2 separate regions of the Hordeum vulgare genome follow, and region 1 is linked to region 2. Evidence: chromatin contacts called from public Hi-C data. All regions are on one chromosome and are shown on one strand. Each heading gives the region's core, a stretch centred on a gene start, on an enhancer-like site or on the middle of the called end of the contact. The rest is flanking DNA. Distances are from core to core; before and after follow the strand shown. Region 1 holds the start of LOC123413320 (phospholipid-transporting ATPase 6-like). Region 2 holds the start of LOC123413593 (heterogeneous nuclear ribonucleoprotein 1-like).

Region 1 (6,900 bases), core at 68-2,567, 170 kb after region 2:
ATAGCTCGAGGACAAGAGCAACAAATCAGCAGGGAAGAACTGGTCCTTCTCAACCCTGACCACATCACCAACACAAAGGTCCTCCCAATGTCGGAACTCAAATTCACCGTCACCCTTGTGCGCGCTAACCTTGCGGTTGTTCACTTTCATGTCCTGCATGAACCTTCGCCAGTCCTCCAGGGCCTCCTTGATCATACTGAGCCCGACAACAAAGGCCAAGGGAGCGATCATGCTGACGGGGGAGAAGGGGCAGACCGGGGTGAGCGAGAGGATGGCGGTGAGGAGGAAGTAGAGGTTGGCGACGCGGCGGAACTGCTCGAAGATGGCCTTGGGGAGGAAGGTGAGGACGTTATACTTGGTGGTGGAGATGTAGTTGGTGGGGTACTTGAGCGGCTTCCGGCGGTGGAGGATGGAGTTGTTGCAGTGCACGATGCGCGAGAAGCCAGGGCCGCCGACGGGGCTGCCGCTGACGGCGGCGGGCCCGGCGGCCTCGTCGGTTTGGGGTTGGCGGAAGCAGGAGAAGGTGTAGAGCTTGCTCCATCGCAGGCGGTCGCGCTTCCGCGCACGGGCCATCTCGGCGGCCTGCTGCCCTGTCGACGCGCGGGGTCCGGTTCCGGCTACGCGGAGGCCCGCATTGGAGTCTCCTCCCGATCAAATCTCGGCCGAATTCCTGCGGGGATTCCTACGCCGTCGGGGCGAATTCGACCTGCGAATTGCGGTGGGTGAGGGATCAGGCCGTGATCTCGCGAGCAAATTAAGATCAATAATAAATAAATAAAATCCAAAACACGACGAGGAAATCCGTGCACCCAAAAAAAAAATCGTGGAATCCGGCGAGCCGCATTCCGTGCCACGCATGATTACCCACCGAATTCATCCACCGTCAGGGAAGAACAGCAACAGGAAACGCAGAGAGGGTAAAAAAAAACGCGTGCAAAACACGGCGAGAAATCCGAAACTCGTACTAGGAAGCGAAGGAGAGGGGAGAAACCGCGGCACGCGGAAGAAGCATGGGGGCAGGCATTAGCGCCCAGCCCCTGCCGGAGCTCGGGCCGAGGGGAAGGGGCGTCGGCGTCGCTCACCTGGGAGGGAGGGAGCGGCAAGGCGGCGAGTCCGGGTGGCTGGCGGAGGGGCAGGCGGCCGTCCTCCTCCGATCCCTCCTCGGGATTCTCGCGCGGCGGGCGGGGATGCGGGGGAGCTGGCCTGGCCTGGCCTGCGTGTAGAGGATTGGAGGGCGGAGCGAGAAGGCAGGAGGGGAGGGACGCAACAGGGGGACGAGGTGGGAGGCGACTAGAGAGAGAGAGAGAGAGAGAGAGAGAAAGAATGGGAGCGGTGAGAGATGGATTACTAATTAAACCTCCGATTAACTTTCGAAATACGCCATTTCGCGAGCGAGGCGTATTCATGGCCGCGGCTTGCGCTTCTCGAGACGAGAGTCCGTAGAGCGGGACAGCGGGGCGGGCCGGCCCGCCGGCGCACGGGGAGAGGAGGCTCGGTCCGGTTTGGTCTCTTCCGCCAGCATTTTATGCTGCGTCTTTATTATTTTGGTTGATTGATTGGTGTTTCGATCGCTTGATTAAGAAGATCGCGAGTGGTCATTTTGAATCCGTTGAGTACGGCAGGATACGCCAGGGCCAGACTGGGCGTGGCTTTTTGTCAACTCGTTGCTGGTGAGGAGAGAGCACCATCTGTGATGTACTCATGGCATGGCACGTCGGGGTCGTCGTGATGTTGGCTGGTGGAGTGGGAGAGGAGGCGACAGCGGCAGACAGGTGTAGGTCCGTAGAGAACGGGACACACGAAAGAAGTGCTGGACTGCTGGCATCCCACTGGGTACGTACGTTACGGGATATAAACAGAGGAGTAATAATACTACTGCTGCATACACACGAGGGAGTGAAGAGATTTGGGGCAGGTACATGTCAGGGCCATCTGCAGATCTTATCTGATTGCTACTTACGGGACACGCAGGACGTGTTTTGGTTGCCATCTCTATACTATGCTGCATTGTATGTGAAAATACAAAGAAGAACCTGGTAACAGCGCACCTTATATGAAAAAAAAATAGTATTTTATATGAAAAAAATAGAAATGCTCACGCGTCGCCTCCTCCGAAGCGTCCAGGGGGGATCCCAACGCCGCCGGGCTCGGCCTTCCTCTGCTCCGTTGCCGCCGCTGTCGCCGGCCCCTGCCGCCGCGGTGGCGAGCCCTGTCGGCGTTTTGGAAACGGGGGTACCCAGACTCGTCTGTCTACGGTCCAGGACTGGCCCACTCCATCGACCAAGCATCAGCAGGCTCGACAAGGTCCTCGTGAGGGGCCAGACCTCACGAGGAGGAACGGCACCGAGACCCGCAGGGGGGCTCCTCAGGACCCCTCCGGAGCAGCGGACATTTCGAGGCAAGGCCCAGCCTCAGGAGTCAAGGGCGACGCAGAAGAATGACAGACAAACCACAGATGGCAGAGCAGAGCAGCCCCCCTTTGGTGCAAAGGGGATCAAGACGTACGCGGGACCCGAAGGCATCTTCCAAAGGTTTCCACTTCGGTGTAACTGATGACGAGTTGATGGATATACTTCTCACCCCTCGTTGGTTACCCCAAATGGAAGGTTGAGATGTAGTCAGCAGCAGATTTTCCTTATACGGAGACTGTAAGGTTTATCGAACCAGGAGGACTCCTAGGCTCAACAAGTAGGTCTCCTGTCCTAGTCAGCAGAAGACGTGGACCTGCACACACAACAAATAACTTTGCTCCCAACGAGTACAGAGAGGTTGTCAACCTCTCCGGACTTGTAGTTTGCAAAGGATCAAAACACAAGAGCGAAAGCAATAGTGACTGCAACGGAAAAGTAAATGAAAGTGATAAATGATGGAGGAGTAAACAATGATGATGATATGGACCGGAGTCACATGATGTTCACTAGTGATGTCTCTCTCCCAAAAGAGGATAAACAACTATGCTTGGGTAAACAAATCACAGTTGTGCAATTGACAGAATTATGATCGCACCGCAATGCTAACTATGCTACTTGATAGTTAGAGGTTCAATAGTAATGGGCAGTACGCCAAGACATCAGCATCTACTTACTAATCATCCACCTTGAGATATCTATCCAGAACATCTCTCCGGTATTAAGTTGCGAGCCCCACCCAAAGTGTAAACTCAAATCAACGGACTGTTGGAAATATGCCCTAGAGGCAATAATAAATTAGTTATTATTATATTTCTTTGTTCATGATAATCGTTTATTATCCATGCTATAATTGTATTGATTGGAAACACAGTGCATGTGTGGATACATAGACAAAACACTGTCCCTAGTAAGCCTCTAGTTGACTAGCTCGTTGATCAAAGATGGTCAAGGTTTTCTGACCATAGGCAAGTGTTGTCACTTGATAACGGGATCACATCATTAGGAGAATCATGTGATGGACTAGACCCAAACTAATAGACGTAGCATGTTGATCGTGTCATTTTGTTGCTACTGTTTTCTGCGTGTCAAGTATTTGTTCCTATGAGCATGAGATCATATAACTCACTAACACCGGAGGAATGCTTTGTGTGTATCAAATGTCGCAACGTAACTGGGTGACTATAAAGATACTCTACAGGTATCTCTGAAGGTGTTCGTTGAGTTAGTATGGATCGAGACTGGGATTTGTCACTCCGTGTGACGGAGAGGTATCTCGGGGCCCACTCGGTAATACAACATCACACACAAGCCTTGCAAGCAATGTGACTTAGTGTAAGTTGCGGGATCTTGTATTACGGAACGAGTAAAGAGACTTGCCGGTAAACGAGATTGAAATAGGTATGCGGATACTGACGATCGAATCTCGGGCAAAGTAACATACCGAAGGACAAAGGGAATGACATACGGGATTATATGAATCCTTGGCACTAAGGTTCAAACGATAAGATCTTCGTAGAATATGTAGGATCCAATATGGGCATCCAGGTCCCGCTATTGGATATTGACCGAGGAGTCACTTGGGTCATGTCTACATAGTTCTCGAACCCGCAGGGTCTGCACACTTAAGGTTCGACGTTGTTTTATGCGTATTTGAGTTATATGGTTGGTTACCGAATGTTTTTTGGAGTCCCGGATGAGATCACGGACATCACGAGGGTTTCCGGAATGGTCCGAAAATGAAGATTGATATATAGGATGACCTCATTTGGTTACCGGAAGGTTTTCGTGCATTACCGAAAAGGTTTCGGGCTCATCGGTAGTGTACTGGGAGTGCCGGGAGGGGTGCCGGGGACCAACAGGAGGGGTGTCACGCCCCAAGGGGTCTCATGGGCTATGGGAAGAGATAAACCAGCCCCTGGTGGGCTGGAATAAGTTCCCACTAAGGCCCATAAGGTTTGAGAAGGAAAAAACACAAGGTGGAAAGAGTTTTCAAGTGGGAAGGTGGAATCCTACTCCAAGTAGGATTGGAGTAGGACTCCTCCACCTCCAATTTCGGCCAAACCTTTACGTTTTGAGGCTGCCTCCTCCCCTCCCTCCCTCCTATATACAGTGGGGTTTTAGGGCTGATTTGAGACAACTTTTGCCACGGCAGCCCGACCACATACCTCCACGGTTTTTCCTCTAGATCGCGTTTCTGCGGAGCTCGGGCGGAGCCCTGCTGAGATTAGATCACCACCAACCTCCGGAGCAGCGTCACGCTGCCGGAGAACTCATCTACCTCTCCATCTCTCTTGCTGGATCAACAAGGCCGAGATCATCGTCGAGCTGTACGTGTGCTGAACGCGGAGGTGCCGTCCGTTCGGCACTAGATCGTGGGACGGTTCGTGGGACGGTTCGCGGGGCGGATCGAGGGACGTGAGGATGTTCCACTACATCAACCGCGTTCACTAACGCTTCTGCTGTGCGATCTACAAGGGTACGTAGATCGGAAATCCCCTCTCGTAGATGGACATCACCATGATAGGTCTTCGTGCGCGTAGGAAATTTTTTGTTTCCCATGCGACGTTCCCCAACAGTGGCATCGTGAGCTAGGTTCATGTGTAGATGTAATCTCGAGTAGAACACAAAAGTTTTTGTGGGCGGTGATGTGCGTTTTGCTGCCCTCCTTAGTCTTTTCTTGATTCCGCGGTATTGTTGGATCGAAGCGGCTCGGACCGACATTACTCGTACGCTTACGAGAGACTGGTTTCATCGCTACGAGTAACTCCATTGCTCAAAGAGAACCGGCGAGTGTCGGTTTCTCCAACTTTAGTTGAATCGGATTTGACCGAGGAGGTCCTTGGATGAGGTTAAATAGCAATTCATATATCTCCGTTGTGGTGTTTGCGTAAGTAAGATGCGATCCTACTAGATACCCATGGTCACCACGTAAAACATGCAACAACAATTAGAGGACGTCTAACTTGTTTTTGCAGGGTATGCTTGTGATGTGATATGGCCAACGATGTGATGTGATATGGCCAACGATGTGATGTGATATATTGGATGTATGAGATGATCATGTTGTAATAGTTAATATCGACTTGCACGTCAATGGTACGACAACCGGCGGGAGCCATAGGGTTGCCTTTAAACTAACGTTTGTGCTTGCAGATGTGTTTACTATATTGCTAGGACATAGCTTTAGTAGTAATAGCATGAGTAGCACGACAACCCCGATGGTGACACGTTGATGGAGATCATGGTGTGACGCCGGTGACAAGAAGATCGTGCTGGTGCTTTGGTGATGGAGATCAAGAAGCACATGATGATGGCCATATCATGTCACTTATGAATTGCATGTGATGTTAATCCTTTATGCACCTTATCTTGCTTAGAATGACGGTAGCATTATGAGGTGATCTCTCACTAAAATTTCAAGACGAAATTGTGTTCTCCCCGACTGTGCACCGTTGCGACAGTTCTTCGTTTCAAGACACCACGTGATGATCAGGTGTGATAGACTCAACGTTCACATACAACGGGTGCAAAACAGTTGCACACGCGAAACACTCGGGTTAAGCTTGACGAGCCTAGCATGTGCAGACATGGCCTCGGAACACATGAGACCGAAAGGTCGAGCATGAATCGTATAGTTGATATGATTAGCATAGAGATGCTTACCACTAAAACTATTCTTGACTCACGTGATGATCGGACTTGAGATAGTGGATTTGGATCATGTATCACTCAAATGACTAGAGAGATGTACTTTTTGAGTGGGAGTTCTTAAGTAATATGATTAATTGAACTAATTGTCATGAACATAGTCTAATGGTCTTTGCGAATTACGATGTAGCTTGCGCTATAGCTCTACTGTTTTTAATATGTTCCTAGAGAAAATTTAGTTGAAAGTTGATAGTAGCAAACTTTGCGGACTCAGTCTGTAAAACTAAGGATTGTCCTCGTTGCTGCGCAGAAGGCTTATGTACTTAATGCACCACTCAGTGTGCTGCACCTCGAGCGTCATCTGTGGATGTTGTGAACATCCGACATACACGTTTCTGATGACTACGCGATAGTTCGGTGCAAAATACTTAATGGCTTAGAAGCGTGGCGCCGAAGACGTTTTGAAACGTCACGGAACATGAGTGATGTTCTAAAGAGATGAAATTGTGATTTCATGCTTGTGCCCTTGTTAAGAGGTATGAGACCTCCGACAAGATTCTTTGTCCACAAAGTAAAGGAGAAAATCTCAATCGTTGAGCGTGTGCTCAGATTATCTGAGTACGACAATTGCTTGAATCAAGTGGGAGTTGATCTTCCAGATAAGATAGTGATGGTTCTCCAAAGACACTGCCACCAAGCTGTGAGAGCTTCGTGATGAACTATAACATATCAAGGATAGATACAATGATCCTTGAGCGATTCGTGATGTTTGACACTGTGAAAGTAGAAATCAAGAAGGAGCATCAATAGTTGATGGTTAGTAAAACCACTAAGTTTCGAT
Region 2 (7,120 bases), core at 3,759-6,258:
TTCTGAAAATGCTTGGTGAATTTTTCTGCACACAACCAAATGAGTCATCAGTTACAACTCCGTATTTCTGAAAATGCTTGGTGGATGTTCTGCAGACAATCAAATACGGCGTGAGAATGCCAAACTAAGCAATGGATAATAAAAAATCATAACTCATGTAACGACAATGATGGAAACAATTGACACTATTAATAGTTTTCTCCAATGAATTCATAAATTTTAGTGAATTCAAATGTCCAGATTGTGCTCCTCTTTTTTGTGTTTAATTAGTAACTAACCGTAAGCTCCTCGAATGCACAGATACTTCAGCGAACCAGCGAATCCGTATCGGATACCGTATCCGATACCGATATTCCTCCGATACGTATCAGTGGAGTATCCAAGAATAAACGATTTAAAACAATTGTGATACTTGAAGGATACCCTATCGATACTTTTTGGATACGGCCCAGCCCAGTTAAGAGCCCACTCAGCCCAGTTAAGAGGCAACCAGCAACCCTAGTACCCGATGCCCCCCATCCTTTCCCTCCTAGCTTCCTTCCTCCCTCCCGAGCTCACACAAGGCAGCGGCTGTGTACCCGGCGGCTGCTCACCCAGCACTAGTGGCGGCGGCTAGCCGGCGACTAGCTGCTTCTCATTCTTCACCAACATCCCCTCTCACACAGCAGCCAGTGATGTACATCTCTCTTCTGCTCTTCTCCTACCCAGCCAAGCTCATCTCCTCTCTCCTCTGAAGATCTCATATTCTCATCTGACATCTCCTCCAGATGGCTCCTCCTGTTGAACCTCCTGATGTACCTACGAATCTAAGGGCGCTATTGTGGAGCCATGTTACAATTACAGAGAAATCACCTGGAGGGGGCAACACTATATGGAGTTACTCAAGATTTTCTGCTCATTTGCCGAAGAAGACAAGGAGCCAAGGAATCCACGCATGTAAAAAGCTCACAGTTGACATTCTGAATGCGCTTAGAAGAGTTTCTGCTCGCTTGCTGAAGAAGACAGTGTTCCTAACTTCCATACTTTATTTTTTGAATTTAAAAAATTGTAAAACATGTCCCCCGTATTGGCACTTTTTCAAAATGGCGAATTTAAGTATCAGTATCGGCCTGATACTGATACTGATACTCGTATCCGTATTGGTGCTTCGTAGGTAAGCTCCAACGGTCTAAAGTTGTATCAGTAGTTTTCTCCTATAAAACTGGTAAGCTCCACCGGTCAAAAGTTAACAAACAAAGGAGTTGCAAACAAATTCACAGACGGCTAGAGAACGGACTCAAAGTATCATTAATGAACAAGTAGCACCCTTTATCAGACTGCAAACTGATCACTGTGACATCGAAACTATAATACTCCTTTATCCTCTGCCAAAGTAAATAAATTAAACAGCACTGAGTGAGATACATGAGAAACAGTTGCTAGACTCAAATAACAACACAGTATTAACCGGCACAACCACTAAAATTCTGAAAGTGATATACATGAGAAGCCTTTGTTGGACTCAAACAACAGCAAGGTATGAATAAACCATGCTAACCTTAAAACATGAACGCAGACAAACATTATCATGGAAACATACACTACAGAATTTTCTACATAATTGTAGCTTGGAAGTCAGGACGGGAATGGGCCGTGCCGTCCCGCCGGGTCACTGACCCGGCCCAAAAAATCGAGGCCAATGGGTTGTGTGGGTCGGCCTCGAACCATAGTTGGGGTCAGCGGAGCCGGCACCGACTGACCCCATGGGTCAGCAGGGTCGACCCACCTCCGTGCAGGTTCTTGCTTTGCTGCCACTTTTCCTTCCCTAGCTAGTGTTAAAAGTCAGCCCCGGGTTTCCAGTTTCCCCTCATTTGTACCACTACATGTGTAGCTAGCACATATATACAACAAGTGCTCGCTCGATCGGCTGACTCCTCCCTCTGAGAGTAGATATAGATGATCTGCATGCATGGTAGATCACGGCGCTGCGCTTTGCGGGCTGATCGATCATAACCTGCACCAGTGAATCAACACCGATCGACATCGGCGGCCGTCGATCACGTGCGACCTGTTTTGGTTGTCGCCGGGCGAGCAAGGAGACCTCTCCGATGTCGTCAGGGCAAGCCTGCACCTGCCTCATCAGCTGCCAACCCCGGCTGCAGACATGAGGGGGAGGAGTACAGCTCGCTGTTGCTGGAAGGAGGAATTGGTGGAGGCGGTCTGCTCGTCAGCCATGGGCATGGCGATGAGCAGCTGGGAATGGTGGCCATGATGGTGGGCGGCAATACTAGGCTTCCCTCATCTGATCATCACGTGATCTCGCTGCATTCACCGCCGGCGACGACATATACACGGCCGCATCCAGTGCCACTGGCCGGGATGATTCGTCGGTCGGGCATCGAGAGGGAAGGTGAGATGGTGGTCGAGCCGCCGCTGGAGATAGGCGAGCACATGCAGCACATGTCGATCGTCCATCACCCTCGTGTGCCTCCTGCGATGAAGCCAAGGTTAACATATTCTCACCTGTCTGATCTAGCTTCCACACGAACCGATGGGCACTACTACGTGTCAAAACATGCCATACTCGATGTTGCGTGCGTGCGTGCAGGAAGAGCCAATCGAAGATGGTGGTGTGCATCCCGACGACGACGACGACGCCGGGGCGAGCGGCCGGCATAGCACGAGCTGCGAGGTGGTGCCGTCGGACCTGTGAGCGTGGAGGAAGTACGGGCAGAAGCCCATCAAGGGGTCGCCGTACCCGAGGGGTTACTACCGCTGCAGCAGCTCCAAGGGGTGCCCAGCGAGGAAGCAGGGCCGACCCGAGATACCCATCAGGCCAGCAAAGCCATGGGCATTTATAAGAAATGGGTCGCCCCGCGGCCTCATAAATTGGCCTTGAGGCCATGAGGGCCAGGTCCAAGGCCAGGGCCGGGTCGGCCCATTCCCATCCTGACTTGGAAGTAAGTTACCTTTCCCCTATCCCCAACGTTCCGAACTTTACCCTACCCAAATCAACTCGTTATGGATCACAATTTCCTAATTTAACTTGACAAAAGAATTTCAGCTTCCTAAACAGGAGTCAGCACATATAGCAGTCCAAACACCCCCCAATTACAATTAGTCAATTACCAATATTATCATTCATAGCCGTTAAAATTTTGTGAATTTAATACAGCATTCATAAAAGATGCATCTAACATGAAACAAAATCTCAGATCCACACTCAATCCATACATATAGAGAAACTAAAAGGAAAAGGTCGGCTATAAATAGTAGCTAAAACTGTTCATTTGCTCCCTCTGTTCCTCAATACATAGCATAAATTGGTTTCGGGTTTTTTTTTAACTACAGAACATATTGTGTTTCTCTCGCAACCGGATTACCTATTTCACCCCTTCCCATACTGGAAGCCAATTACACATGCATGCATGGGGAAACAGGAGGGATAGGAGTGAGCGACATGTGAGGGGAAAAGAGACCAGTGCCAGTTATGGCCAAAGGCTATGGAGAAAGAGAGACAGAGAGAGATTACTCTTGAGTTTTGAGGGTATAAGCATCCATCTAGCACAATTTTATCTACACTTTGCCCTGATCATCATGCGTGCTGGAGCTAAAACACTAAAACGCTGGGCAATATGGAGTGGAGGGAGTACTATTTAGAGCCAAGTTTATTGTTTTCGTTTCTTTATATGTGCATAAAATTTTGACCTGAAATATACTCCCTCCACTCCATGTAACAAAAGGTTTGTGTGAACATTGTAACACAAAGTTCAGAATTTCAATGCTTTTGGGATATCTAAGCAAACCGATCTCAGTATCTCACAACTTTCAAGCAAGTTTCCCTCAGATTAATTAATTTCTTCATGATGGCACCATTCATGAAAATACATGTTCCACCTAAGCAAGCTAGCCAGGCATGCAGGAATGGAGAATTTTATCGTTAATAACAGACACCAAACTGGCTTTAGATAGAATAGCAAGAAATGTGTAGCCATATATTCTTGCTCTGTGTCCCCTTTTTCTTGACCAATGTGCGAAGTAAAAGATCACTGAGATTAGGTTGGCCCACAAATCACTAAGTTATAATTTTGGTTCTTGCCCATTGAAAATATACGGCTGAAAACAATGTATAACCTTCTTACAACAGAAGAAATAAGCAATCCAGAAGTACACTGTATTTTCATGTGATGAGGTTCATCAGACAATCAAGCCTAGCCATGAAATGACGTTGAGGTGCTCTTGTCTTGTAAATGCAAAATAAGTTTGTTTATGTTGATCTAATGCACCTAACTACTTTTTTGTTCTTAACTCTTTTTGGATGTTTGTAATGAAGTCACTTACAGCAGGGGCATTTTGTATGACAGGTCTAAAAACTAAAATCGTCCCCATCCTTGGCAATACCCTACAGGAATTACTTATCTACCTTCGGTTGTCTCCCAGGCTACACCCCCAACGAAAATTTTCCTGTAGAGAAGCACAGACCAAACCAAACGAGTTAACCAAACTTCATCCAGTCCAACAGACCAAACCAAAAACCTAAAAGCGCAACGGACTCACCCGGACCCGTCGGCGGGCTCGGCAGGCACGTCCCTGCCGCCTTGCACGCCACCGGCCTCTCCGCTACCAACGACCTCCCCTCCACCTCCTCCATCTCGCGCCCCATCGGCGGTGGGCCTCTCCTCCTCCTCTTCCTCCTCTACCTCCTCTTCGACCTCCTCTTCCACCTCCTCGTCCTCCTCGTAGCCGTTCATGGCGTCCTGGTTCTCCTCCTCGTACCCTGCCATACCACCGCCAGAGACCACGACCACCACGGCGCCCGAACGGGGCTCGGAGACCCGCGGAACCCTAGCTCCGGATCGAAGCGGGCGGCGAGGCGCAGCGGCTGAATTGCCTGGTAGGAGTAGGCGATGGCGTTGGGAGGGTGGTGGGGTTTAGGGGTTCGTGGCCGGAGCTAACCCTAGCTGCGCCGCTTCGAGAGCTCGAGTGAGGTTGGTGGAGAGAATGAGGGGCGGTGGACGGTAGGGGGGGTGGCGGCGGAGCGGTCGGGAGGGGATTTTAGCCCGGTGCCGTGTGAGCCCGAGCTGGCTGGGACCGTCGGATGGCGCATCACGATTCGTGCCGTCGCTAAAAAAGTGCCGGGCTATGCTCTCGCTTTTCCGTGGCTTCCCGGAATGGCATCGTGTTCGATTCGATTCGAGTCGATTACAGCGATGATGCTTTCTTTTAAAAAAAACATTATCAAACTTTATTTAACCTCCCACAACCAGGATTTCATCAGAGATTACATGTAGAATGCAGCCATGGGGTTCGTTAGGCCAAAACCTGCAAAGTTCCTTAGTAACACCTTCTCGAACTAACAAATGTGCACACTGGTTCCTGTCCTTCTAACCCACGAAACTTTGAAACCTTGGAGAGTCTTTCCCAGCAGCTTGATTTCTTCAACTATTGGGCCTGCCGCACTCAAGTTCTTTGTCTGCTCGTTCACCATGGCTGCCACTCCCTTGCTATCGACTTCAACATGCACCCTGGTAGCTTCCGATTGGATCGCCAGTTGCACCGCCTTACGGCAAGCAAGTAACTTGACCACCTCGGAATCAGAGACATCCCGAAACACATAGCATGCACCCCCTCTGTACGCACCATCATGGTCTCGGAGGACCACTCCTCTGCCACCACGATCTCGTAACTTTGCCAAAGCTCCATCAGAATTTGCCTTGAGCCACCCTTGCTCTAGCGGATTCCATCTCACAACCGGTGTTGGGTTGGTACTCCTTGGTTGTTTCATATGAATGGCAGTCCATTCTGTGATGTGCTGATATACATTATCTGCAATCACTCTAGGATCCACAATTATTTTCCCTTCCCTAGCATCATTTCTTGCTAGCCATAGCCCATACACAGCATGTACCATAAGCTCCTGCTCCGAGCTCCCCGCCTCCGCAAACCACTGCAACAGCCATGAGGCAAGCTCTCCATGGGATCCTTCAGACACCTACGGGATCGCCACCGGAACCCCTTTCTCAGAGCTTAACACCTTCCAGAACATGGTTGAATGCGGATACTCTCAGAAGCAATGCAAATTTGTTTCTTCTCTGCCACAGACCGTGCAAAAAATGTATGGTTTGATTTTCCTCCGGTGTAGCTCGGCACCGACAGCCAACCCATTTTTTATCAAACGCCACATATGGATCTTTACCTTCCCAGGAGCATTGGTATTCCAGAGCGCAAGCCAGCTTTGATGTTTATGAACCGATGATGAGGACTCCGGCCGTCCGAATTTGGTCCTTTTTGCGTCATACAGAGACGATAAGCTGATCGTACGCTGCACTAGCCCAACTTGGTGAAGTTCCATGCTAAATGGTCGCTGCTACCCGGGCCACCAATGGTGATTTGCTTTATATCGTATGCATCATCGGCTGTGAACATAGCCTGCAGTTTTTCATGGTCCCAAGCAGTTCCATCGGCACTTAGTAAGTCGCTGACATGAGTTATTCCATGTACGAAAACCTGCCCTAGAGGTTTTAAACTCCCTGCCCTTGGAATCCAATTTTCATGGTGTATGTTAATGTCCGCCCCATCACCAATACGCCAAACCACTCCTTCTCTTAGCAGTTCCCTCCCATGAATGATGCTCCTGAAAGTGCACGATGCACCATTAGGGCATGTAGCATTCACGATCGAGCACTCCTTGAAGTACCTAGCCTTGAGCACCCGGGCACCCAACGATGAAGGGGATTGAAGAAGTCGCCACGCTTGCTTTGCCAGCAAAGCCTGATTGAAGGCTTCAAAATTTTGGAACCCCATACCTCCATCTCTCTTTGACAAACACATTTTATCCCAAGCTATCCAATGCACCTTCCTTTCCCCTTGAGCTGCACCCCACCAGAACTTAGAAGAGATTGAAGTCAAATTCCCGCACATCTTCTTTGAGAGTTGAAAACAGATCATTGTGAAGGTTGGAGTTGATTGTAGCCCAGATTTTATTAGAACTTCCCTTGCCTTCTTCGACAAACCTTGCCCCTTCCACCCTGACACTTTACTATTAGAGCTCTCTCTGACGTACTGAAAGGAGACATCCTTCGATCTTCCAAATACGGTTGGTAGACCCAAGTATCTCTCGCTCAGCGCTTCAGAATCAATA

The links. Hi-C and Micro-C count contacts between places; a contact is called where the count stands out from the background.
Region 1: a contact with region 2 is called in a Hi-C map of seedling, with 2.4 times the contacts expected there. The contact joins the promoter of LOC123413320 here to the promoter of LOC123413593 in region 2. A contact is called at or near these places in 3 of 6 Hi-C or Micro-C datasets (leaf and seedling) and 1 of 1 datasets of contacts at active chromatin or transcription factors (embryo).

Annotation. Positions count from the first base shown.
Region 1 is chr7H:508,299,465-508,306,364 of MorexV3_pseudomolecules_assembly, forward strand. LOC123413320 (phospholipid-transporting ATPase 6-like) reads right to left here and starts at 1,318. Exons shown (of 11, transcript XM_045106260.1): 1 at 1,083-1,318; 2 at 1-706. The coding sequence starts at 573.
Region 2 is chr7H:508,122,245-508,129,364 of MorexV3_pseudomolecules_assembly, forward strand. It overlaps LOC123413593 (heterogeneous nuclear ribonucleoprotein 1-like), which reads right to left and starts at 5,009. Exons shown (of 6, transcript XM_045106529.1): 1 at 4,537-5,009; 2 at 4,403-4,443; 3 at 1-25. The coding sequence starts at 4,763.